Linked DNA regions of Mus musculus: all the other regions are linked to region 6. Evidence: chromatin contacts called from public Hi-C and promoter capture Hi-C data. All regions are on one chromosome and are shown on one strand. The core of a region is the stretch at or near the end of the contact, and the rest is flanking DNA. Distances in the headings are between cores, read along the strand shown.

The links. Promoter capture Hi-C pulls out the DNA fragments that hold promoters and counts their contacts. Hi-C and Micro-C count contacts between places; a contact is called where the count stands out from the background.
Region 1: a contact with region 6 is called in a Hi-C map of regulatory T cells, with 6 times the contacts expected there. The contact joins the promoter of Fkbp3 here to the promoter of Fbxo33 in region 6. A contact is called at or near these places in 1 of 39 promoter capture datasets (cranial neural crest), 4 of 484 Hi-C or Micro-C datasets (CD4 T cells, regulatory T cells and uterus) and 1 of 9 other capture datasets (liver).
Region 2: a Hi-C map of CD8 T cells shows a contact between it and region 6, with 5 times the contacts expected there. The contact joins the promoter of Mis18bp1 here to the promoter of Fbxo33 in region 6. A contact is called at or near these places in 2 of 484 Hi-C or Micro-C datasets (CD8 T cells and LSK cells) and 1 of 9 other capture datasets (liver).
Region 3: a contact with region 6 is called in a Hi-C map of B cells, with 5 read pairs. The contact joins the promoter of Rps29 here to the promoter of Fbxo33 in region 6. A contact is called at or near these places in 1 of 39 promoter capture datasets (cranial neural crest) and 1 of 484 Hi-C or Micro-C datasets (B cells).
Region 4: a contact with region 6 is called in a Hi-C map of B cells, with 7 read pairs. The contact joins the promoter of 1700031P21Rik here to the promoter of Fbxo33 in region 6. A contact is called at or near these places in 1 of 39 promoter capture datasets (pre-B cells) and 1 of 484 Hi-C or Micro-C datasets (B cells).
Region 5: a promoter capture Hi-C map of pre-B cells shows a contact between it and region 6. The contact joins the promoter of Rpl36al here to the promoter of Fbxo33 in region 6. A contact is called at or near these places in 2 of 39 promoter capture datasets (cranial neural crest and pre-B cells).
Region 7: a Hi-C map of hematopoietic stem and progenitor cells shows a contact between it and region 6, with 5 times the contacts expected there. The contact joins the promoter of Klhl28 here to the promoter of Fbxo33 in region 6. A contact is called at or near these places in 11 of 39 promoter capture datasets (the C10 cell line, the HPC-7 cell line, cranial neural crest and 7 more), 25 of 484 Hi-C or Micro-C datasets (B cells, CD4 T cells, CD8 T cells and 15 more) and 1 of 9 other capture datasets (liver).

What each region holds. Positions count from the first base shown.
Region 1 is chr12:65,072,483-65,075,433 of GRCm38.p6, reverse strand. Fkbp3 (FK506 binding protein 3) reads left to right here and starts at 1,496. Exons shown (of 7, transcript NM_013902.4): 1 at 1,496-1,619. The coding sequence starts at 1,512. It also overlaps a transcript of Fancm not described here.
Region 2 is chr12:65,171,175-65,174,302 of GRCm38.p6, reverse strand. Mis18bp1 (MIS18 binding protein 1) reads left to right here and starts at 1,723. Exons shown (of 14, transcript NM_172578.2): 1 at 1,723-1,854.
Region 3 is chr12:69,157,314-69,160,435 of GRCm38.p6, reverse strand. It overlaps Rps29 (ribosomal protein S29), which reads left to right and starts at 1,250. Exons shown (of 3, transcript NM_009093.2): 1 at 1,250-1,439; 2 at 1,676-1,775; 3 at 2,615-2,714. The coding sequence starts at 1,378. The coding sequence ends at 2,623. It also overlaps Rn7s1.
Region 4 is chr12:52,600,283-52,603,654 of GRCm38.p6, reverse strand. 1700031P21Rik (RIKEN cDNA 1700031P21 gene) reads left to right here and starts at 1,333. Exons shown (of 3, transcript NR_045910.1): 1 at 1,333-1,475; 2 at 1,600-1,665. It overlaps Gm35239 (a long non-coding RNA gene), which reads right to left and starts at 702. Exons shown (of 7, transcript XR_001780617.2): 1 at 1-702.
Region 5 is chr12:69,182,504-69,185,434 of GRCm38.p6, reverse strand. It overlaps Rpl36al (ribosomal protein L36A-like), which reads left to right and starts at 1,368. Exons shown (of 2, transcript NM_025589.4): 1 at 1,368-1,452; 2 at 2,270-2,701. The coding sequence starts at 2,299. The coding sequence ends at 2,619. Mgat2 (mannoside acetylglucosaminyltransferase 2) reads right to left here and starts at 1,277. Exons shown (of 1, transcript NM_146035.2): 1 at 1-1,277. The coding sequence starts at 781.
Region 6 is chr12:59,217,617-59,220,906 of GRCm38.p6, reverse strand. Fbxo33 (F-box protein 33) reads left to right here and starts at 1,424. Exons shown (of 4, transcript NM_001033156.4): 1 at 1,424-2,047. The coding sequence starts at 1,428.
Region 7 is chr12:64,963,822-64,966,953 of GRCm38.p6, reverse strand. Klhl28 (kelch-like 28) reads left to right here and starts at 1,418. Exons shown (of 5, transcript NM_025707.3): 1 at 1,418-1,545. Togaram1 (TOG array regulator of axonemal microtubules 1) reads right to left here and starts at 1,212. Exons shown (of 20, transcript NM_177805.3): 1 at 1-1,212. The coding sequence starts at 977.

The sequences.
Region 1 (2,951 bases), core at 247-2,746, 5.9 Mb before region 6:
GTTTGTTTTCGTTTTGTTACCCTTCCCATCCCTCGAGCGGGCTTGAAGGCAATCTCAAACCTGGAGCGGTGGCTCTGGCCTGAGGAGGAGTCTGGAGAATCAGGTCTAGGTCATCCTTGACGTCCAGAGTTTCCAGGTCAAAATTAACATAAGTAAATAGAATGTAGTTTTTGCTGTGCTTTAAATGAGCTGTCACTGCTAACGACATACTACATACGGGGTTAAGATACATAACTTCGTGACCCCAGGACAAGCATTCAGTCATCGTTTGTAACCGTAACATGATTGAAGCAAAAGTAGAGATAAATAATATTTTTCTCCATCTATGCTGAGAAAATGCAGTTTTGTGTTATACAAATGGCAGTTTTAATGTTTTGTCTGTCTAAAGAATGTGCTCTGGCCCTGCATTCATTGAGAAACTAAAACAAATACATTTTTGTCGTGGGATTTCTTTTTCTGTTTTCCTCCGTATGTTTTTGTTTCACACGGGTTCTTGCTCTGAGGCCCACTCTGGCCTGGAACTCTGCATGCAGACCAAAATGACCTTGAGTTGGCCAATGTCCTGCCTCATCTTGTAAGGGGCTATACGGGCTCCTAAGTGCTACAGACATACACTTCATATCTTAACTCTCACATAATGATTACAGCTATAGAGCAGTAAGTGTTCTTGCCCAGTTCTGTTAGTGACAGCTTTCTGCTTTTAGTCTTGGGTACCAGTACAAAATCGGTAAACATCTATTTCCTCAGTTACTGAAACAAAGTACAAACACGCGAAGCTCTTGCTGTACATACACCACCCTCACTATCGTAAAGAGGTATTTTAAGTACAGCGTAATTACATTGTTTTATTCAAGTTTCTAAATTTGTAGGCAAAGCTCTGTCGGGAGAGGTTTGCATTTAGTTTTGTGGAAATTGTTTGATGGGCAAGGACTAGGCCAATCCAGATAAGATTAGAGTAGAACTAGCCTAAAATGAGATTGAAAACCCGAATGCTGTTATTTTCTTTAAACCGTTTACAATCTGTACTTTTAAAGACATCGTAAGCCGTAAATAATAAACAAGTGGGCGTGATGGCTGCCCAAAGAACGCCTCAGAAAGCATCAAAATAAGGTTTGCCATCATCACTGCATGCCGCTGGCCAAGAGACCTGCACAGATTTTCATTCTACTCAACAAGGCCCTCACAGCCCAGTGTTGACATCACCCTAGCTCACGAGTCAATCCGGTTTAGGACCATGGCGGCCGGGCCCCGGAGTCCCGCGCAGGACCCGTGGGGACAGAGAGTGGACGGAAGAAACCCCCAGGCTCAGCAAAGCAGAAGCCCCGCCTCCTCGCGCGCCACGCATGCCCAGGCCACCCTTCAGGGCCGGGGCTGCGTAGAAAGTGTGGGCTGATTCCAAAAGGCGGAGGCCCCACCCCTAGAGCGTGGCGTAAGCCCGGGCCACGCCCTGAGGGCGGGACCGCGCCGGATTGAGGCGGGCTGGCTCAGTGCAGCGGCAGCAGCAGGGGAAGATGGCGGCGGCTGTTCCGCAGCGTGCATGGACCGTGGAGCAGCTGCGCAGCGAGCAGCTGCCCAAGAAGGACATTATCAAGTTTCTGCAGGATCACGGTTCAGATTCGGTACCAAAGGCATCTGGGCGGCCAGGCCGGGGCGTCCCGGGGCAGCTTCACCCCCCCCGGAGATGCCTTACATACCGGATTCCTCGGTGCCCCCGCCCTCGCCCTCTGTGGCCGGTGCTGGCCAGGCCTGAGCGGCCCGCGTGAGCTCCCACTCTCCCGCCCCTTGGGCCGCCCCAGATTCCGCGGGGTTCGGCCCTTATTTCCTAGGGCAGGCCCTGGAGCTGCGGCCGTAGATTTAAATCCCAGACAGGATCTGTGAGGGCCGAGGACCTGAGGAGAAGGACCCTGAAATGCTGGCGTCTGAGGCGGGGGCGAGGACTCGGGAGTGCATGCTGCCGGGGCGCACAGTGCTGGCCACTGGGAAATGGGAGGGAGGGGTGTAAGGATGCGAGGGAGCCTCGTGTGCATCTAGTTTGTCTTACCCATGTACTGAATACCGAACTATGATCCGTGATTTTCAGAAACCCACATATTACTGTTTTAACTTTTTTTGTTACAAATCTTTTACAAAATAACCTTAGGGGAATTAAATGTGAATTTTTAATACGGCGGGCTTCTGTGATTATAAGCACGCAGATTTGAAAAATTCTAGTTGTATAATGCAGCTTTCAGCCCTGTCCGCATCTTAGCCACCCATTTTGTAGTCACGGGTTATTTTGTTAGACTTGAGTTTTTGCCCTTCAGGAAGGGTCATTCATTCCCACCCCCACCCCAGCCCCCCCGACTCCTTAATCTTTTTGGAGGCAACATCTCATAGCCCAGACAGGCCTCAAACTCCCTTGACCTTACCTTCATCTAGCAAGTGCTAGGAATAACAGCCCTGCTCCATCACGTCATGTTCTGTACCTCAGTTAAATTATTTTGAGGTTTTTTTTTCCGGGGGGGGGGGGTTGCTTTGTTTTTGTTTTTTGAGACAGGGTTTCTCTGTGTAGCCCTGGCTGTCCTGGAACTCGATCTGTAGACCAGGCTGACCTTGAACTCAGAAATCCACCTGCCTCTGCCTCCCAAGTGCTGGGATTAAAGGCGCTCTCCACCACTGCCCCACCTCAGTGGTCATACACGATGTGCATCAATCTACCATTTTAAAATAGAAGGTGCAGCCTAAATTAAGTTTTGCTACAGATTTTCAGATTCAAAAATGTCAAGATAGCGAGTGCTGTGTGATTCCAAAATATGAAAATGCATTTAGTGACATTTAAATGGGTATTTTCCAGTGATCATTCACATACTCATGCCTGTGTTTTTACAGTCCTGTCATTTCGGTTTAAAAAGTTTCTGGGTTCTTTTGAGAAGATTGTATTTTCACTTAAGATCTTGTTGGGAGACCCAAGA
Region 2 (3,128 bases), core at 474-2,973, 6.0 Mb before region 6:
AAAGTCACTTAAATTTCTTTTCCCTAGGACAAGGACCTAGAGCCTTGTGCATAGTAAGTAATCTGCCATGAAACCACACCCTAGCACTCTTTAGGTTTTGAGACTGGATCTCGTTAGGTCATCCCTGCTGGCCTCAAACTCATTCTGTGACCCAAGATAGATTTAAAATTTTAATCTACTACCTAAGCCTTTGGACTAGCTGAGAGCAGAGCTACATTATCCACTTAGCCCACTTCCATTCTTAATGTTAAATTCATGATCCCCACCCCCACCCCCCACCGCATTCCCAGGCCCCCTGTTGGGATTGTGAGTCAATAGAGGTATGGTCAAAGGGCAAATGAAAAACACCATGCTCCTGACTTGACCCTAAGACCAGGGCTAAGAGAAAAACCACCTTGACCTTTACTTGATCGCAAGCCCAAGACTAAGGTTAAGAAACAGAGTCCCTCGGTCTCCACCCTCGGGGTCCCCCGCCAAGAATTCCAATATAATATCCCTGCCTCAATCAAGCTCAGGTCCCTGCTTCTTCTAAAGGCAACCACTCTCCTGTGTGAGGTGTGTTGTGTCTCAACCGCTGGAGCAGAACTGCTATGCCAGCTTTGTGGATACCTTCCCTGGCAGCTGAGGAAGAGATATAACACATCTGTAGGGGAAGCAGTTCCTTTCAGAGCCCCAACACATACTACAGGCTGCCCTCCGATTGATTCTCCATCCTCTTGCCTCAACCTCCCAGTCTTAGGATAACAGGCATGTACTATCAAGTGGCAAAACAGACTTCAGGAACCAGTGCCACAAAACGCACTGCAACCGACATTCACTGAGAAAAGAAATTCTACTATGGTCCTTAGATTTTTTTTTTAAAGATTAATTTATTTATTTTATGTATATTGAGTACACTATAGTTGTACAGATATGGTTGTGTACAAGGTTGAGCCTTCATGTGGTTGTTGGGAATTGAATTTTTTTGTTTGTTTTGTTTTGGAGACGGTTTCTCTGTATAGTCCTGGAGCTCACTTTGTAGACCAGGCTGGCCTCGAACTCAGAAATCCGCCTGCCTCTGCCTCTGTGCTGGGATTAAAGGCGTGCGCCACCCTCCGGCCCAAAGATTTATTATAAAGAACACTGTAGCTGTCTTCAGACACACCAGAAGGGGGCATCCGATCCCATTACAGATGGTTGTGAGCCACCATGTGGTTGCTGGGAATTTAACTCAGGACCTCTGGAAGAGCCAGTTCAGTCTACTACTTGGGAGCAACTTTTTTTTTTTTTTTTTCCTGGCCCGAAGAAAATCTAAACAGCAAACTGAAAGAAAAATTCTTTCAAACTCTCTAAAGCAGTTTTTCTCCTCAGAAACGGACTACACTGAGAAAGCGCAGCCTAGAACTAACAAGTGTGGCCCGCAAGGGTCAAATTTAGTAAATCGCGCCTCGGTAAGCGCCGCTGGGCGTCAACCGTCGTGGGGTTTTCTCCCCGCGGAGCATCACGGGAGGAGTGGCGAGGCGCTCCCGGGGGCCCGCCTTGTGGAGAGAAACAAACTCCACGAGCAACCGAGGGGCTTCGGTCGGACGCTTTCCGCTCTCACAGCCTCGGGCCGCTCTGGGCTGTGCTCCTGTTTCCTGGAGTTCCGGAAGACGCGCCGTGTCGCAACCTCTGCGCGGGCCAATCGCAGGCACCGGGGGGCGGGCTCTCGGGATTTGAAATCCAGCGCTATTTGTCCGTGCTGGGGAAGTGGACGAGGAAGGCGAGCGGAGTTTCAGTCTGCGGACACGCGTGGAGCCCTTGCCCGGGCCTCCGTGGGTCTGAGGCGCTGCGAGCCCTGGGTAACCACGGCCTCGAGCTGCTGTCCTCACCAAGGTAGGTCCTCTGCTCGCTCAGCCTCGCGGACCGATCGGCCGGGTCCCCGCCTGACTCTTCTCGGGCGTCTAACTTCTGCTCTGTTCGCTCGTTAACATTGCTGCCCTAGCGCCCGAGATTTGTTCTAAAATCCGAAGTCTCCGTGAGGAGTAGCGTGGGAATGCCCAACTCTTTGTCTCCGGACCCAGCATTCCTAGAGGCAGCCGCTTATGCGTTCTTAGGATTGAATACCATGCTTGTTGCAGGCATCTGTAGATGTTAGAGATTTTGTTTGGAAAACAGGAAGTTCCATGGAACACAGGGCCCCCAATGAAGGAGCTAGAGAAAGTACCCAAGGAGCTGAAGGGGTCTGCAACCCTATAGGTGGAACAATAATATGAACTAACCAGTACCCCAGAGCTCTTGACTCTAGCTGCATATGTAGCAGAAGATGGCCTTGTACAAGGCCACCAATGGGAGGAGAGGCCCTTGGTCTTGCGAAGATTATATGCCTCATTATGAGGGAATGCCAGGGCCAGGAAGCAGGAGTGGGTGGGTTTGGGGGGGGTATTGGGGATAGCATTTGAAATGTAAATGAAGAAAATATCTAATAATAAAAAAGAAAAACAGAAGGTTCCTTCATCCTATCCTTAAAGTATAACACTGTACAGTCAGGCGCATTTGTTGTTGTTTATTTTAGAGATTATAATTTACTTAGATTCTCCTCCCCCCTTCCTCCCTCCAAACCCTCCCTTACAAACCTCCCTACTCTCTTTCAAATTCAGTGGTTCATTTTCACCAATAACAGTTGCAAATATGTACACACACACATATATATTCCTAGCTATAACCTGCTGAATCCGTGTAATGTTGCCAGTATGTATGGTTTGTTGTTGTTGTTTTATGGGTTTCTTAACGTGCTTATGCTCATAAGCATGTGATGTGGGTTTTTTAAAATGTGGCTATCAAGTCTGTTTTGCCATTTAATCCTTCTGCAGTTTTTAATGTTCTTATTGTTTTTGTTGTTGAGTACATCGAATTGAGATTTATAAATGAATTGTCACTAGGAGAAGCAGGAGCTGGTAGGTGGTAAGGTGCTCTACTATTTAAATCTCCTGCAGGATTTGTCTTTTGAATATGCCTGGTTTATCCACACAAGCATTCCTCATGATATCATGCTAGTAGAAAATTTACACATACATTTCACCAAGCGTGTAACAGTGCTTGGGTAGAAGTGCTGCAGCAGGGTTCTACTGGGGAGTCTTCTGGCAATGATGCTTTGGAAGCTGAGGGCT
Region 3 (3,122 bases), core at 1-2,500, 9.9 Mb before region 6:
TGACAACAGACATTAAATTATATCTGGTCTTTAAATCTGTGACTCTTTCATTATGAAATAATTGGGTAAGGATTGTCTACCAAAATTTTGAAGTAGCATACTTTAAAGTTTTTTTTAAAGTTTCTATTAAAAGTCTTCTACAAAAGGCTTTTTTTCTTAATTTTACTCTGCTACATTCTAGATTTAGTTAAAGCTTTTATTTCAGGGGGCAGGGCTTTGTGCAATTTTAGGTTTTATTTTTATTTTATATATTTTTTATTTTTTATAAATTTGTCTTTTGAAGTTTGTCGTTACTTGTTTTGCTATTAAATTATCTGATGAAAACAACTTTTATTTTATATTACTTTTCTTCATATTCATCCACTTAGCCTGCGTTTGGTGGCACAAGCAAGCCCATTATTAGAGGCTGAGACATTAGGATAGGGAGTGTGAGTCTATTATGGGCAAAATGAGAGTCTTGGGCCAGTCTTGTCTACACAAAAACAAATGAAAAGTAAATGTAGGCGATTATATTTAGGTATCAAGGGTGGTATACTCACATATACGTAAGACCCTATTTTCCATCCATGGAATGATGTGGATTTCTTTTTGGAGTATATGAGGTCAAAAGATTTAATAAGAGGCCCCTATCGTTGACTCTTACTCATTACACTTGATTTAAGTTGTCATATAATTTCACGCCAGTAGGTGTCAGTAGTGAGTAAAGGAAAAAAAAAATCACGTTTGTAAGCGAACGTTTGTGTTAAGACAATGTAAAAAATTAAGGTTGAAATGTATTATATGAGAAAAGGGTGAATTAAAAAGAAAGTGAGAATAATGTTAATATTATTAAGTGTCCAAAAAGAGACGGGGTCTCGCTATGTTGCCCAGGCTGGAGTGCAGTGGCTATTCACAGGCGCGATCCCACTACTGATCAGCACGGGAGTTTTGACCTGCTCCGTTTCCGACCTGGGCCGGTTCACCCCTCCTTAGGCAACCTGGTGGTCCCCCGCTCCCGGGAGGTCACCATATTGATGCCGAACTTAGTGCGGACACCCGATCGGCATAGCGCACTACAGCCCAGAACTCCTGGACTCAAGCGATCCTCCTGTCTCAGCCTCCCGAGTAGCTGGGACTACAGGCGTGCGCCACCGCGCCCGGCGAGCGCTGAGAGCGACGGGGAGATACTAGAGCTGCGGCGGGCCGTGACGTCACTCACTGTGCCCGCCCAGCCAGCCTTAGAAATGTCACTCAGAGCACGCGGACCAATGTTGTCGCACGGCGTACGCGTCACGTCTTAGCGTTGTATTCTGGGTAGCGTGTAGCTCCAAAAAACTTTGAAGAGCGCCTGCGCGAGCCGACTCGTTCCTTTCTCCTCGTTGGGCGTCTGAAGGCAAGATGGGTCACCAGCAGCTCTACTGGAGTCACCCACGGAAGTTCGGCCAGGGTTCCCGCTCTTGGTGAGGAGCGGGTTGTGGAGACCGCGGTTAGAGGGAAGGGCCATTGTTGGTGACTGGGTGTCGGAAATTCAAGGCCCGCGGGCGGCGCGCAGGGCGTTCGGTGCTGCCGTCGCCATTACGGGCTTAGCTAGGCCGGGCCGGGCGGGCCCTGCTGCGGGTGGTGGGGAAGCTGAGGAGTGCTGTACCTTACTGTGGCGGCTCCATTAAGGCCATCTCCTTGTCCTTCCTCCTCCCAGCCGCGTCTGCTCCAACCGCCACGGTCTGATCCGCAAATACGGGCTGAACATGTGCCGCCAGTGCTTCCGGCAGTACGCGAAGGACATAGGCTTCATTAAGGTACGCGCGGTTGGTCGCTGCCGTCCACGATGCACACAGCGGAGGGTTTTAAGAGTTCCAGAAGGGAAGGGTGAAGGGTTTAATGCCTGGTCAGATTTAGGTGTCAGGTGGGTAGGAGGTGGTGCAGTTTCTACATAGTAACTGAATATTCCTAACCCAATACGTGTCTTAAATTTCTGGCCCAGGATGTTTGATCATACTGGGAAGAGCTCTAGACTTCACACACCGAAACCTAAGTGAATCTAGTGAACACACTGCTATGTTTTAGCCAGGGTTTTGGCTTTTTATTTGTTCTAAGGTTGATGTCTCAAAAGTCTCCTTTTTTGGTCAAAACCACTGTATATATATTTCATCTGCTTTTTATTTGTACCAATTTTTTTAAAAAGTATTTTAACCGGGTTTCTCCGTAGCCCTGGCTGTCCTGGAACACAGATTCTCTGCTGGGATTAAAGGTGTGCATCACACCCAGCTGCGGGACCAGTTTTAAATAAACTTGTGTTTAATGGGCCTGCATGGTATTTGACACTGCTGAGGTGCAGCAGAGAGTTTTAAGCTCAGACTTACATTATTGATGAAATAGTTACTGTAAGCCTAGCCTTACAGTTTAGAGACTTGAATGACTCAAGTGTGTCAGGATCGGTCCCTCCTCCGTCTGGTCTAGGTTTTTTCGGGTTAAGATGAACTGCAGAAACGGGCTATTTAGTAACTCCGGAGTACATGACATGGTTAATGTAATTTTGTGTGGTCTTGTATCGGGGAATAACTAGGGGGAACCAGTGGAAATAAATGCCAGAATCACAGTCTAAGTAATAGACTCCGTTTTGTTTTTTTCTTTTCAGTTGGACTAAGCGACCTTGAATGGATTCGACTGACTACTACCAAGTGGAACCGATCATGCTAGTCTTTGTACACAAAGAATAAAAATGTGAAGAACTTTAATTCCTGTGTGTGTGTTTTGTTTAGAAAAGGGAAGCAAAAATGTAGAGTTGCAAGCTGAGGCAAAAATGAGTTTGAGGCAAGAGGAAACGGAACCAGGACAGTTAGAACCTCCCAAGTGATCTTGGGTGGCACAGGTTGGAGTGGTTTGGGTAGTTAATTAGGGGAAGGTCCAAGTAGTTAGGATCCCAAGGGTTTTGACTGGAGCAAGTGTAGAATTGCAGGACTGAAGACAGGTTTGCAGAGGAGTCAGTATTGATGAGCTTGGTTTTGAATGCCTGTCACAACCAGTACAGCTTTCTAGAAATGCTTGTTAAAATTGGAGTGCAGAAGAGCGGGAACTGAGTATAAAGGCTGTTATCTTCAGCTCTCTTCTGAGTGAGTATACTTAAAGACTTAGGAGTTTAGCAA
Region 4 (3,372 bases), core at 84-2,583, 6.6 Mb after region 6:
ACTGTGTAGCTATGCTCATGAACCCCTGCTGCTTAGTGGGGATCACGCTGGCGGCGTGGGTCCGTGTGGTTTACCTTGGGGTTATGCAAATTAGCTCCTGGTGCATGTTGGGTAAGAGCCTTCCTCTAGAGGCCTGGGGAGGGGAGTGAGTTCTCTAAGCAGTCCGCTATCCGGCACGCTGGGAGGCTCGCTGTTCTCCTACGTCTGTGTGGGAGCTTGAGAAATGTGTGGCAGCTAAGTGACCAGGGCCCTGACTCGATCACCTACTCCCCCCACACACTAAAACAGGACACTTGTTACCTATGTTCCACTAGTCCAATGCCTGTTGAAGTATGCCCAACCCGCCAGGTGACCCCTCCCCAGCATAGCCTACTCGGTCCCAGAACTATGGGCACCATACTCTAGGAACGCAGCAAAAGCTTGGGGAGGTCCTCTAGAGCCTGGGGTACAGTCTGTTCCCAGCAGGCGCTGCCCGGCCTGGACCCGCGAGTTTGACTGGGCGGCCACGCCCGTCCACTCTCTGCGGGTGGCCGGTCGCAGGTAACGCCTGCCTGTGCACATTTTGCGCAGGCGCCGATTAGGTCCAGGACCGAGGCTCGGGGACCAGGGGCCGCACCCCTTCACAGGTGTCTGGCAGGCGCTAGACGTTGCCTGGTAACCAAACATCCGGAACACAGATGCAAGGGCGGAAGCCCACCTACTTGGCCTGAGAGGGAAATTTAAGGATTTACACTGCTCACTTTGGAGTAGAATAATAGCAGAGTCACTCTTGTACTTCCGTTCCTTTTCCTGTATATTAAATGACATGTTAGCCCTGTTATGATACAAATGTGTAAAACATACCTACTTGGAGGAAATATTTGTTGTAATTTTAAATAACAGCGAAGTCTTAGCTGTTCAAGTCATAGCTTTGTGGGCTGTAAAATGAGGGACAAAGGTCAGAAACTGCTAGTTTGGTGTGGTTTCAGTATTTCTCAGAATGAAGTCTGGGCAAAGGTTTTCCTGTGTGCTTATAATTATCACCATTAGTCGGCTGTGGTGTGGCACCTGCCTGTAATCCCAGTACTTGGGTGGGAAACAGAGAAGAACTAGAAGTTCAAGGGCAGATTTCCCTACATAGTGAATACAAGCCCAGCCTAGGCTAGTCAGCTAAAATTCCTTCTCTTGAGCAGACAGACAAGGCCTATCCTTGTTCCAGCAGCAAACAGAAGAGTCCTCCAAAGGACACTCTGCGGAGGGAATGGTGAGTTGAGCTTCCTTCTATGACGTAAAGGAGGAGTTGCTCACAGAGCCAGGGTGTTCATCCCCCCAAGTTACGCCTAGAAAGCCTTTACCCAGTCGGGATGAAGACTTCTCCACCCAGCCACCCCACTCCCTTAGTCTTCCTAGGTTACAGACTCTACCCCTCCCCTCAGCGAGGCCACTTCTAGTTATGGATAAAATTGCGTACTACAGTAGGTAGGGTGGATACTCAGGTAAGGGTCGCCTGACCTCCCTGCCCCTTTATGAGCAGGTGTGGGTCAACAAGCCCAGCTGAGATGATCTTTTGCCAGTAGACATTACAGAATGTGGTAAGATAGATTTTGTTTGTTTCAGAAGATAGTCCTGTACAACACCTATACAAACTGTCTCAATTCATTAACAAACGAACTACCGAAGGACAAGGCAAGTTACTACTTAATTTAACTAGAGTTTCTTTTTTTTTTTTTTCCCTTCTCCTCGTCCTCCCATCTTTCCTCCAACTTGGCATGAGAAAATAATTTTAAAACTTGTTTAATTGGCACCGGTTTTCTGATATGCAGAAAAAGAAGGGTTATGAAGTCACGCAGAGCCGGGCGGTGGTGGCGCACACCTTTAATACCAGCATTCGGGAGGCAGAGGCAGGCGAATTTCTGAGTTCGAGGCCAGACTGGTCTACAGAGTGGGTTCCAAGACAACCAGGGCTATTCAAAGAAACCCTGTCTCAAAAAAAAAAAAAAAGAAAGTTGGTTGTTTTCTAACAACTTTTGAAAAGTAATAAAACACTGTTCTTCCCCCAGGAAAAACAGGAGTGAAAATGACAGGTCTATTGAATTAAAATTTCCAATTAGATGCTTTTTAAAAATGCTTTGGTGTAACTTTCTATTAGCCTGCCTTTTATGATAATTTTGTATTTATTTACTTTCCATCTAGATTGCAACTTCCCCTTTCTCCTCTCCTCTGAGACCCTCCCTCCCTCCCTCTCCTCACAGTCCCTCCCTCTCACCTCACCTCTCCCCCTCCCCCTCCCTTTGTTTCCATAAACTAACATTCAGATGTCTGAATGAATGCTTAATCAAGCCAACTTCAGGTTTAGGTCAGTAAACAAGCATTAATTTAATGATTTTTATCTCAACATCCCCATGAGGTTAAATGGGTTTTAGTACTTCTTTTAATATTTTTATTGCATTGTTTATTTATTTCCTTTGCATGTGTGTTGTGGTCAGAGGACAATTTGCCAGGAGTTAGATTTCTCCTTCCACCAAGTAGGTTCTAGGGATAAAACCCTCATTCATTGGGCTGGATAGCAAGCGCCTTTACCAATCTCACTGATTTTCAGTACTTCTGAGGACTCCAAAGTATGTGGGTAAGATTTAGTTTTCTTTTCTTTCAAGTGAAAAATTAACTTGAGATAGAGATTATAGAAGAAAACATAGGAAAGTATTTTTTGCAACCTTAGGGTGAACAAAGAGTTCTAAGATAGAATACAGAAAGTAGAATCTCTGAAAAACTTGTCAAACTGGTCTTTATCATAAACAGAGTCAAACTGTTCAACAGAGAGTCAAACTGTAATACAAGACAAATCTCAAGAGAATAATCAGAACCCATCATCAGAAATGTATCAAGAATAAATTAAGATGGGGCTGGAAAAAAGGCTCAGCAGTTAAGAGCACTGGTTGCTTTTCCAGAGGACCCAGGCTCATTCATAGCAAACACCTGATGGCTCACAGATGGTTATCTGAAACCCCGGTTCCAGGCAGTTGACCTCCTCTTCTAATTTCTGAAGGCACCAGGCACATTGTGGAACACAGGCAGACATACATACAGGCAAAACACTCATACCCATAAGAGAAAATAAATCTAAATGGGCAAAAGGTTTAGACAAATATTTAGCAAAAGTATAACAAATGAAAAGCACAATGAAACAAAAAGGGAAAATAGAAAAAGATATATAAATGCCTCCCCTGAAAATGGAAACAAATTCAACAGGCTAATCCTCAGAAAATTGCTCATGTCTGCTAAATACCATCTCACAGTACTAAAATGACAAAACTCAAGAATAAACAAAATCAGGCGACTCTGCAGAGCATCTAGCACTCTTAGGTGATGGGTAGACACTGTCAGGGAGGGAGA
Region 5 (2,931 bases), core at 119-2,618, about 10 Mb before region 6:
GGGCTAAGTAGTGGTCCTCTTCCAGGAAGAGTATAAGGCCAGTGTAATCTTGAAGAACTTTGACTCTTTCCCATACAAAATGCAGCTTCCACCACCAATGGTGTTTGGTTTGTGAGAACTTGGCCTCTCTGTAATGGCCGAAGGAGTCAGGGTATTCGGCATTGATGCACCCCAACTTCAGAGCTGCATTCTTCTTTAGGTCTCTGGGGCAATCTCTAGGGTCACTACCCGGAAACTCATTCGGGTACAGCTGAATGCTGAACGGAAAGAACACTTGCAGAACCGGGCAGAAATCCACCCTGGAGATCAGACTGTTGATCTCTGCGGACCAGAAGTCATGGCTAAAGATGACTAGGACTTCCTGAATACCCTGGGCTTTGCGAAGCGAGTCTATCAGCAACCTGAGGTATTCCGGCCTGTTATGCACCTGGACCACCAGCACCAGCTCCCCGGGGCTCCAGGTGCCGTCATTACCGACGTTCCTCAGCATCTGATCGAAGTTCAACTGGTACACCAGGGACCGGTACCGCAGCGTTAGGTTGTCCACCTCCGGCCGCGGGACCGCGGGAACCAGAGGAGCGGCCGATTCGTTTGAGACCCTGCGGATGCCTACGGACACAGCAAGGTGGCCCGCACCCCGTACGGGCTCCGCGTCCAGCAGCGGCGGGCCAAGGGCGTCGCTCTTCCTTTGTCGCCCATTGCTACTCCAGAGGACGAAGCCGCAGGCGGCCACCACGAGCGTCAGGATTAGCACCTTCCGTTTGTAGATGCGGAACCTCATGGTCTCCAGGGCCCGGAGCGCGGGCGCGGAAAAGAAGCTGGCGGCCTCTGCACGGAAGGGGCGGGCGGGCGGCGCCGTCGCCTTGGCCTGCAGCCCTAGGAACTGGCCCCCGCGGCGGCCCTCGCTAACTCATCCCGGGCTCCGGCGTCCTGGGGCCCGAAGGCTCTCAACTGCCTCGCGCCGCCCGGGCTCCGCGCATCCTCTCTGGCAGTTGCAGCTCCGGCAGCCGCCCCGCCGCTACGAGCCGCGGCTCAACGTCGCCTCGGTCCTCTCCATTCAGCACCCGGGGGTCCCGGAAGAAGCCCCGCCGCGGTCGCCGACACCGTGATTCCTTTACCTGCGCTGCCCGTGGCTCTGCGTCCTCTGCGCGCTCATCCTTGCTCGCACGGCGGAACGGCGACACCGAACGCCGCAGCCTCGCCCCGCTCCGGCAGCGACCGCTCTGACAAGCCGCGACTGGCCTGCGAGCGCCCGGGCCCTCCGGCCCACACCCTCCGCCCCGCCCCGCCCCGCCGGGCGCTGATTGGCGCTTCTCAGAAGCCTCCGGAGGAGGCCGCTGCTTATTGGTTCGCATTCCCGTCGCTCAGGTTCAGTTCCGACTTCCGCTCTGTTCGTCCCTTTCCTGTTCGGCGCGTGCGGTTGAGTCGGGGATCGCGGCGGCCGGTCTCTCGGTAAGTCTGGAGCAGAGCGGTAGCTGCTTCCTTGGGGACCGCGGTCGCCTGGAAGCCGGAGCCGACCTAGCTCTTTGAGGCGTCGGAAAGGGGCAGGTGCTGCCCGCCGCGGCTTGAGGTCAGCCCGCGGCTCTCTCGGAAGAGACCGCTCCAGCATGGCGGCTCCCGGGCGGCGAGGCGTGCTGGCTGCTAACGACACGTCAGCCTTCGGGCCCGCTGGAGAGTGACGGTGCTTTAGAGGGGGTGAAGCCAAAACAGACTGACGTGGCTGGGGGGAAGGAACGAGCCCGGTTGTTGCAGAAACGACTATATTTCGTTGTAAGCCATTCGTAGCTAGAAAACGGAGGGAATTGCTGTGGGGTAGTCCGAGCAAAACTTCTCTACCCGGACGCCACTGCGTTGTCCTTGCAGTGAGACCTAAGAAATTGGACGCTGGTTTGGGGAGAACTGTAATGGCCACTCCAAGTGTCAGTTCCTTTGGACGCTAAGGCAGACCTCAACTAGCAATCCTCTGCCTCAGCCTCCCAGGACACACTCCATCAGGTCTGAGTTTTTAACTGTTAATGCCTCGTTTTAGTTTAAAAAAACAAAAAACAGTTTTTCTATAGGCTTGAAGTGGTAAGGATTGAACCCCGGTGTTTAAGCCAGTGCTCATCCACTCAGCTGCGTGTTGGCCTTTTATTCACGTGGGAAATGAGTACTTGGTGGGTTCACAAATTTTCGAACATTACTGTTTTTTTTTTATATGTTCCTACAAATTATACCTGTTTAAAACTTTCGAGTTTGAAGATCTTTAATGTCTGAAACTTTCTTACAGTTCTCATCGCAGACACTTCTACTGCAAACATGGTCAACGTACCAAAAACCCGAAGGACTTTCTGTAAGAAATGTGGCAAGCATCAGCCTCACAAAGTGACCCAGTATAAGAAGGGCAAGGATTCCCTGTATGCCCAAGGAAAGCGGCGCTACGATCGCAAGCAGAGTGGCTACGGTGGGCAGACAAAGCCAATCTTTCGAAAGAAGGCCAAAACCACAAAGAAGATTGTGCTCAGGCTTGAGTGTGTTGAGCCCAACTGCAGATCCAAGAGGATGCTGGCCATTAAGAGATGCAAGCATTTTGAACTGGGAGGCGACAAGAAGAGGAAGGGCCAAGTGATCCAGTTCTAAAACTTGTGTTCTCTGAGAGGAAAATACTGAAGCAGTAGAGAAATGACCTGCTAGAGAATAAAGTTACTGTTAATGATACCAAGCCTTGTGTTTTGATTCTCAGTAGGATTGCATATTTAGGGGGTTTTGTTTTCAAACATAATTTGAGTCTGGGTCTACCTCTGCCTCCTAAATACTAGAAGTACAGAATTGCACCATATCCTATTTCTAAGGTGCTGTGTTGGGTTGAACCCAGTGCTTTCTGCATGCTAGGCAAAGTGTGTACTAAGTGCCCTACAAGAAGTCATACAGATAAGCAGTAGCTACAGAATA
Region 6 (3,290 bases), core at 175-2,674:
AAAAGAAATGTGACAGAAGGTCTGCTGTTACATCACAGAGCTAAAGATATCTAGACTAGCTAGTTTCTTAGTGTGGTTTGAAGCAGCAGACATAAAATTTCTTAACCACGCCGGGCGTGGTGGCACACGCCTTTAATCCCAGCACTCGGGAGGCAGAGGCAGGCAGATTTCTGAGTTCGAGGCCAGCCTGGTCTACAAAGTGAGTTCCAGGACAGCCAGGGCTACACAGAGAAACTGTCTCGAAAAACGAAAAGAAAAAAAAAATCTCTTAACCCTTTAGATATCGCTGCTTCCTACAATTTGACTGAGATACTTCGCATGCTGAGAACGTGAAGGGCTGTTTTTAAAATCCCTTTCTTTGGGGGCACCAAACTAAAGAAAAGCTCTCCTCTCCAACTTATTTGTAGGAGTATCAGAGACTATCAAAATAGCTACTTTATTTCATCCATGTTACTTTTGTATACAGGGGTGTGTTGTTACAGAAGTACAGTGGTACACTGAAGAGGTATCCACAGCTCTCTTCACAAACACTTCAATGACTTTAAGAAACTGAAAATTAAAACCTGTCTTAACTTCCTAATTTGATGTTACCACTAAGTGATCGTTAGCTATTAATAAAACATACTAATTATACAGAACTTTTGCAGACAAGGGTTCAGAGAGCATTTAAGTCTGGGTACCAGCCCTCAAGATGAAAATCGTTAGCCATTTTTTTCCTGCCCCTCTAAAGACGAAAGGTGGCGCTGCCGTCACTGGTTCAGCAATGGGGCGTGTGCGGCCTCCGCACGTCGGAAGAGGAAGGTCCGCGTGCCGCCACGATCCGCCTTTCCTGGGAAGCCGATTTTGTCCTGCTCTGAACAAGATGTAAAAAGAAGCCGGCGTGCGAGCCCTCGGGCGCCGCGACCTCAGCCCAGCGAATGAGAAAGCGTCGGGACTTAGCGCAGCACGCCGGGGTTCCGCCTCGAGCACGCTGCAAGGGCCAGACCTACCCGGCGAGGGACGCCCAGAGTGGCCCCGCCCCCACGCCTCTAGCCCCGCCCCGGGTCGCTGACGTCAACGGTCACGTGCCGCGCGATCCAGGCAACCAGGAGCTCCCCCGGTTCCGGAAGTCTCGCAAAGCCGCGCCAGGCTCCGCCCGTCGCCGTGACGTCACTCTCAGTCCCTACCACTACCGAGCCTCCGCGTCCGGGTACCGGGAGAACCACGGTTTCCTCGGAAGCAGCGCGGTCGCCTCCGCATCCCTGGTCCGTTCGAGAGAGGATTTCGAGGTCGTTGCCCGGGCCGGCCGGGGAGCACTTGCTTGCGGTACGGAAAGTCAGCGGCGTGCAGGCCTCCCCGCGCCAGCTTTTCCCCCCTCTCAGCCGGTCCGAGTGCACTTGGTTCCGCCGAGGCGCACGACGGTTCCGCCCCCTTCTTCCTTGTCATTGATGTTGTTGTTCTTGTCAGTGCCGCAACCCCGACCGCCGGGAGCGCGAACCCGAGCCGGGGCCGCCCGGTTGGTGCGGTGGCGGCGGCGGCAGCGGCTGCGGCTGCTGCAGCTGCGCCGGCTGCGGGGGCTGCTGCGAGGACTGCGCAGGCGGCCGGGGACGGGCGGCCGGCGGCCGAGCCGGATGGCTCTGTGCGGGCAGGCGGCCGGCGCCGCGTCGCTGCCCAGCGAGCTCATCGTGCACATCTTCTCCTTTCTGCCGGCGCCCGACCGGCTGCGGGCCTCGGCCTCCTGCTCGCACTGGCGGGAGTGCCTCTTCTACCCAGCGCTGTGGCCCCAGCTCCGCATCTGCCTCCGCGTCTCGCCCGCGGAGCAGCCGCGGCTAGAGTTCCTCATGCGCAAGTGCGGCTGGTTCGTGCGGGAGCTGCGGGTTGAGTTCGCCGCGGAGAATTATCTGAGCGGAGGCGGCGGCCCGGGCGACGGCGGTAGCGGCGGCGGCACCGACACGGGCACCGGAGGGGAAGACGGGGAGGCCCTGCAGCTCTCCTCCCGCTGGCTGGAAGTACTGCGCATCTACTTGGAGCTGGTGTTGTGCGTGCTGCTCAGCATCCGGAACAACAGGTAGGCTTGCGTGGGGACCGAGAGGGTCTGGCCTTCCGCTGGCCTTGGGAAAGATCCCGTGGGGTGTGCCGGCCGGCCTCAGGATGGCCTTGTGTAGGTGCAGCTATCCGTTCCTGACCAGACTATTTCCGGAGACAGAAGAGGTGATAACGGGACTCCTGGAGCGTCTCAGGCATGCTTTCATTCATCCGTTCTTGTCCATGGGCTAGAGCTGCTGGGCAATGCCATTATCTTATGCGTGGGAAAGTTGTGAGTTAAGGGTGAGGCCTGTACAAAAAAATAAGGTGGTTTTCTGATTCTGAATTTGACCATTGGTGATGGGTAATTAATTCATAGTGACGAGGTGAGTAAGTTTCCTTGCTGATGTCCATGATTACAAGAATTAACCTATAAGAATTCTTTAACAGTCCTTTTCTTACCTGAAATAGTTTTACTAGCCTGGGCCATGTCCAAAGACTGGGAGGAGTGCTAGTTAAAATCATTAGGGGAGGAAAATTGTCAGACTTGAAGCCGCATCCCATACACCATCAGGCTGGACTTACTCCCAGTGATTCACACAAAAGTAACGCTACCTAACTTGGGGTGGGATAAAGGAGCTGGGCATACTGTGGGGGTTAAGTATGAGACTCATTGTGCATCAGGACTTTAGTGTAATTCCACCTAGAGCTCATGGCCCATATTCGGACTCCAGCACAGAGTCCCTATGAAAGTCTAGTGCCTGCCAAACCATATTTATATTTTCTTTATCTGGATATTCATTCCAAACTTACAATGTCACTCTTAATTTGGAAGAAAAATAATTGCAGCAGTTTACAAATAATTATTAGTGATTGGACATTCCAACACTGCTAGGGTCAGGGCAGAAAATATTGTACTGTAGAGAGCAGAACTGGGTGCTTACTAGGTCAAGTGATGTACATGCTGTTGTGTGGCAGTTTTCCTCTAAGCAGTGTCCTTCCTTCCACAATCTATATCCCACCATCTTTATGTTAAATAGAGTTGAGAATAGATTGTGATTAATACTAAGTCATATGTGTCATACATATTTTCGTGATCTATAATTAAATCAAGAGTTTAAGCAGGGTGGTGGCAGCACACGCCTTTAAAGCTAGAGCTTGGGAGGCAAAGGCAGGAGGATCTCTGCCTTTGAGGACAACCTGGACTACAGAGTGAGTTCCAGGAAAGCCAGGGTTTCACAGAGAAACCCTGCTTCAAATAGGTTAAACTGTAAGTATTCTAGCCT
Region 7 (3,132 bases), core at 169-2,668, 5.7 Mb before region 6:
GCTTCTAGCTCCAAATAATAAGGAACCTGACTTCCATACTGGGACTCCAGGCGGCGATTGTAGTGCCTCCTCAGTGCAGAAGGCAAACGCGAGATGTAGGAGTGAAACCTCTCTTGACCAAGTCGTTCTCCAATTTGTTGAAGTGAAGAGAAGGCTGTCTCGGATTCTTCTTCCATCTCCTGATCGCCAAGCTTTCGGGCCAGAGATATTATTACTTCAGTGAGATCCAAACCCTGCAACAAATCCTCAGGAGTGAACAAGATAGGGAGCAACAGCGCAGTGGAAGCTCTAAGCCGGGCATCTGGACTTTCCAGGCCTTGGATGAGAGTTCGCAGGACCTGCCCAGAACTACGCCTAAGACAAATATGCAGGATCTGCAGCGCATCTTTCCGTAGGGCAGGGTTATCTTCTCGTAACGAGACAACGAGCTGAGGCAAAAGCGCTAAACTGAAGGCCTCTTCCAGCTGACCCGCCTCGCCCTGACCCCGAAGAACGTCCGAGAGAAGCTGCAAGCAGAGCCTCTTCTCCTCACTGCCGCCTTCCACAAGCACTCGGCCCAGCGCCCGATATAAGGCTTCCTTGCGGCGGGGAAAGCCAAGCCGGCCGCCTCGCCGCGGCAAGGCAGCCTGCAAAGCCTGGAACGCCTCGGAAGGATCCGGTGCGGTGCGCAGGAGTTGAAGAAGCCGAGTCTCCTCCTCATCTCCGCCCGAGAGCCCACTTCCAGGCCCGGACCAGCTAGTTGAAACAGCCTCCGCCGGTAACAGGAGGGTCGAGGCCAGAGGCGACGGCGTCGCGGGGCAGGAGCCATGATCCCCGGCAGCCCCACGGCAGTAATAGTTTTTCTCGCCTCTCATGGTGCCCCCGGATCGACGACCATCAGTCCCTGGGGCGTAAGGACGACAGCGGCTCAGGAGGCGATAGGAACCAGGGGTCGCAGGAGGCGGCAGCGGGAGCAGCTCGGAAGGCGCGGCCGCCATGGAGGGTCGTCAGGTAGCGAGAGCTGGAGGGAACCATTGCCGTCTTGGGAGGGCTGGATGAAGCCCAGCCTTCCAGTTCCTCTCCAAGCCCCGAGCTGCAGAGGAAGAGAAGGAACGGCTCCGGTCAGCTGCCAGGCCGCTCGGGCCTTCCACTCCCGGAGCCAGCCTCCGGCAAAATGGCCCCCGCTGAGCCTGGGACCCCACAGGCGCCACCCGGCGTAACCAGGGCCACCACGTGACCAAACCGAGCGCTTCCATGGTGATGCACCCAGAGCGGACCTCTTGACCCGGAAACCAATCTGCCGCGGTGGATGCTGGGTTATGTAGTCCATGTAAGGACTTAAAGCATAGGCCGAAGATTCCTGGAAGAGGAAGTCTGAACGTAGCCAGAATGAAGAGGCGGGGTCAAGGCCTTAGACGGAAATGACGCTCCCTTGTCCGGGGCGGAAGTTTTCCACCCCACCCATAAGAGTTGAGGTTTGACGGGAGCAAGAGAGGATCCCATCCCGGGTTCCAGTTTTCCGTGGCTCCTCCTCCTGTTGCTGCAGGTGTTATTCCTGGGACTCAGGTATTTTCCTTTTGCTATTATACAGTGGTGCAGGCTTTGGTGGTGTGTTCCCCGAGTGCCCCAGGAGCCAGAATGCGAGGCAAAGAACTGGACCAGAGCAGGCAGAGAGAGACGACATGTTCTGCACAGTGCTGGTTACCATTGTAAACGTTCTACTCACTGCTGTCCAAAATAAGATTCTTTCTACCTGCAGCCTGCTTAGTAGTACAGGAGAACCTAACCGAGGCCAAGCACACAGAGTACTTTTTTAAAAAAGACTTTCTTGTCGTTGGGGACCTTCCTCGCCCCGCCCTCTTCTCCCTTGCCTCCTTTTCCTCTCTTCACCCGCTGGCTATGGAGTGTTAAAGGCTTCTGTCCCTTTTCATTGTCCGCATCACCAAGTTTTCTTATAGATAGGTAGAATCAGTGTTTTCCCCTTTGCATTAAACGGAGTGCTTAAAGCCTTTATCTTTTAACTCCTCTGTGGGACTTTTCCTTTCGCCCCACCTCCACCTTTCCCATCTCCCCTAGGATACTCCAGAGTCTCTGCAGTCTTTCAGTCTCCTGGAGACGGAGATCGCTAGACAATTTCAGTTGTGGTGCAAGTTCTTAGCATTACAGTCCTAAGAGAATTCTGCACAGAGGATTTAGGTTGATAGACATTATTTTAAGCAAAATGAGAATTTGATAGCTGATGAGTGTTTTTTTTTTTTTTGTAAAAGAAACTATAAATAGACTCAGTTCAACTAAGAGTATCTCCTATACGGCCACACCCCTTTGGGGCATGAAAGAGCAACTTTTTTGTGTGTCTGTATTTGAAACATTAATGCTGAATTACTGTATAGCCCAAGCTGGTCTTGAAGTCTTGACCCTCCTATCAGTCTTCTGATTGTTGAGATTACCAGTGTGCACTGTCAAACCAAGCTTGAAAACAGATTTGTTGTTGTTCGGCAGACTTTTAAAAGAAATAATACAATTACTTTTCAGTGAGAAAAGACTGAGTTATAATTTGAAGTTCCAAGCTTATATTCTTCAAATGCAAAAGTATTTCTGTCCCTCTTTGTATTAAATGGATATCTCTCAATTTTTATTTTATTTTATTTTATTATTTTGAGACTGGGTTTTCCTGTCTAGTCCTAGTTGTTCTGAACTCCCTGTGTAGACCAGGCTGGCCTCCAACTTAGAGATCTGCCTGCCTCTGCCTCCCAAGTGTTGGGATTAAAGCCCTGTGCCACCATACCCAGCTATATTATTTTTTGAAATCTTGAAATAATTGAGTCACATGTATCAAAGTGCTTTATAACAATAATTAATACTCCTGGTGATGCAAGTTGAAATTGTATTTATTAGTTTTTATTATAACATAATTAAAATGTTCTTAATTTTTTATTTTGGAAAAAGTATTAATATAAATGAGGCTGTATAACCATGTATCCTGTGCTTTGGTTTAAAGCTTTGGTGGGTTTCTTCACTTTCTTTTATCTTCTGTTTTGTGGTTTGCTGCTGCTGTTCTGTGTTATTTCACTGTCCTGAACACTGAACCGAGGGGCTTTGTTCATGCTGGGAAGTGTTCTGCCACTGAGTGTCGTCCACAGCCTTCATTCATCA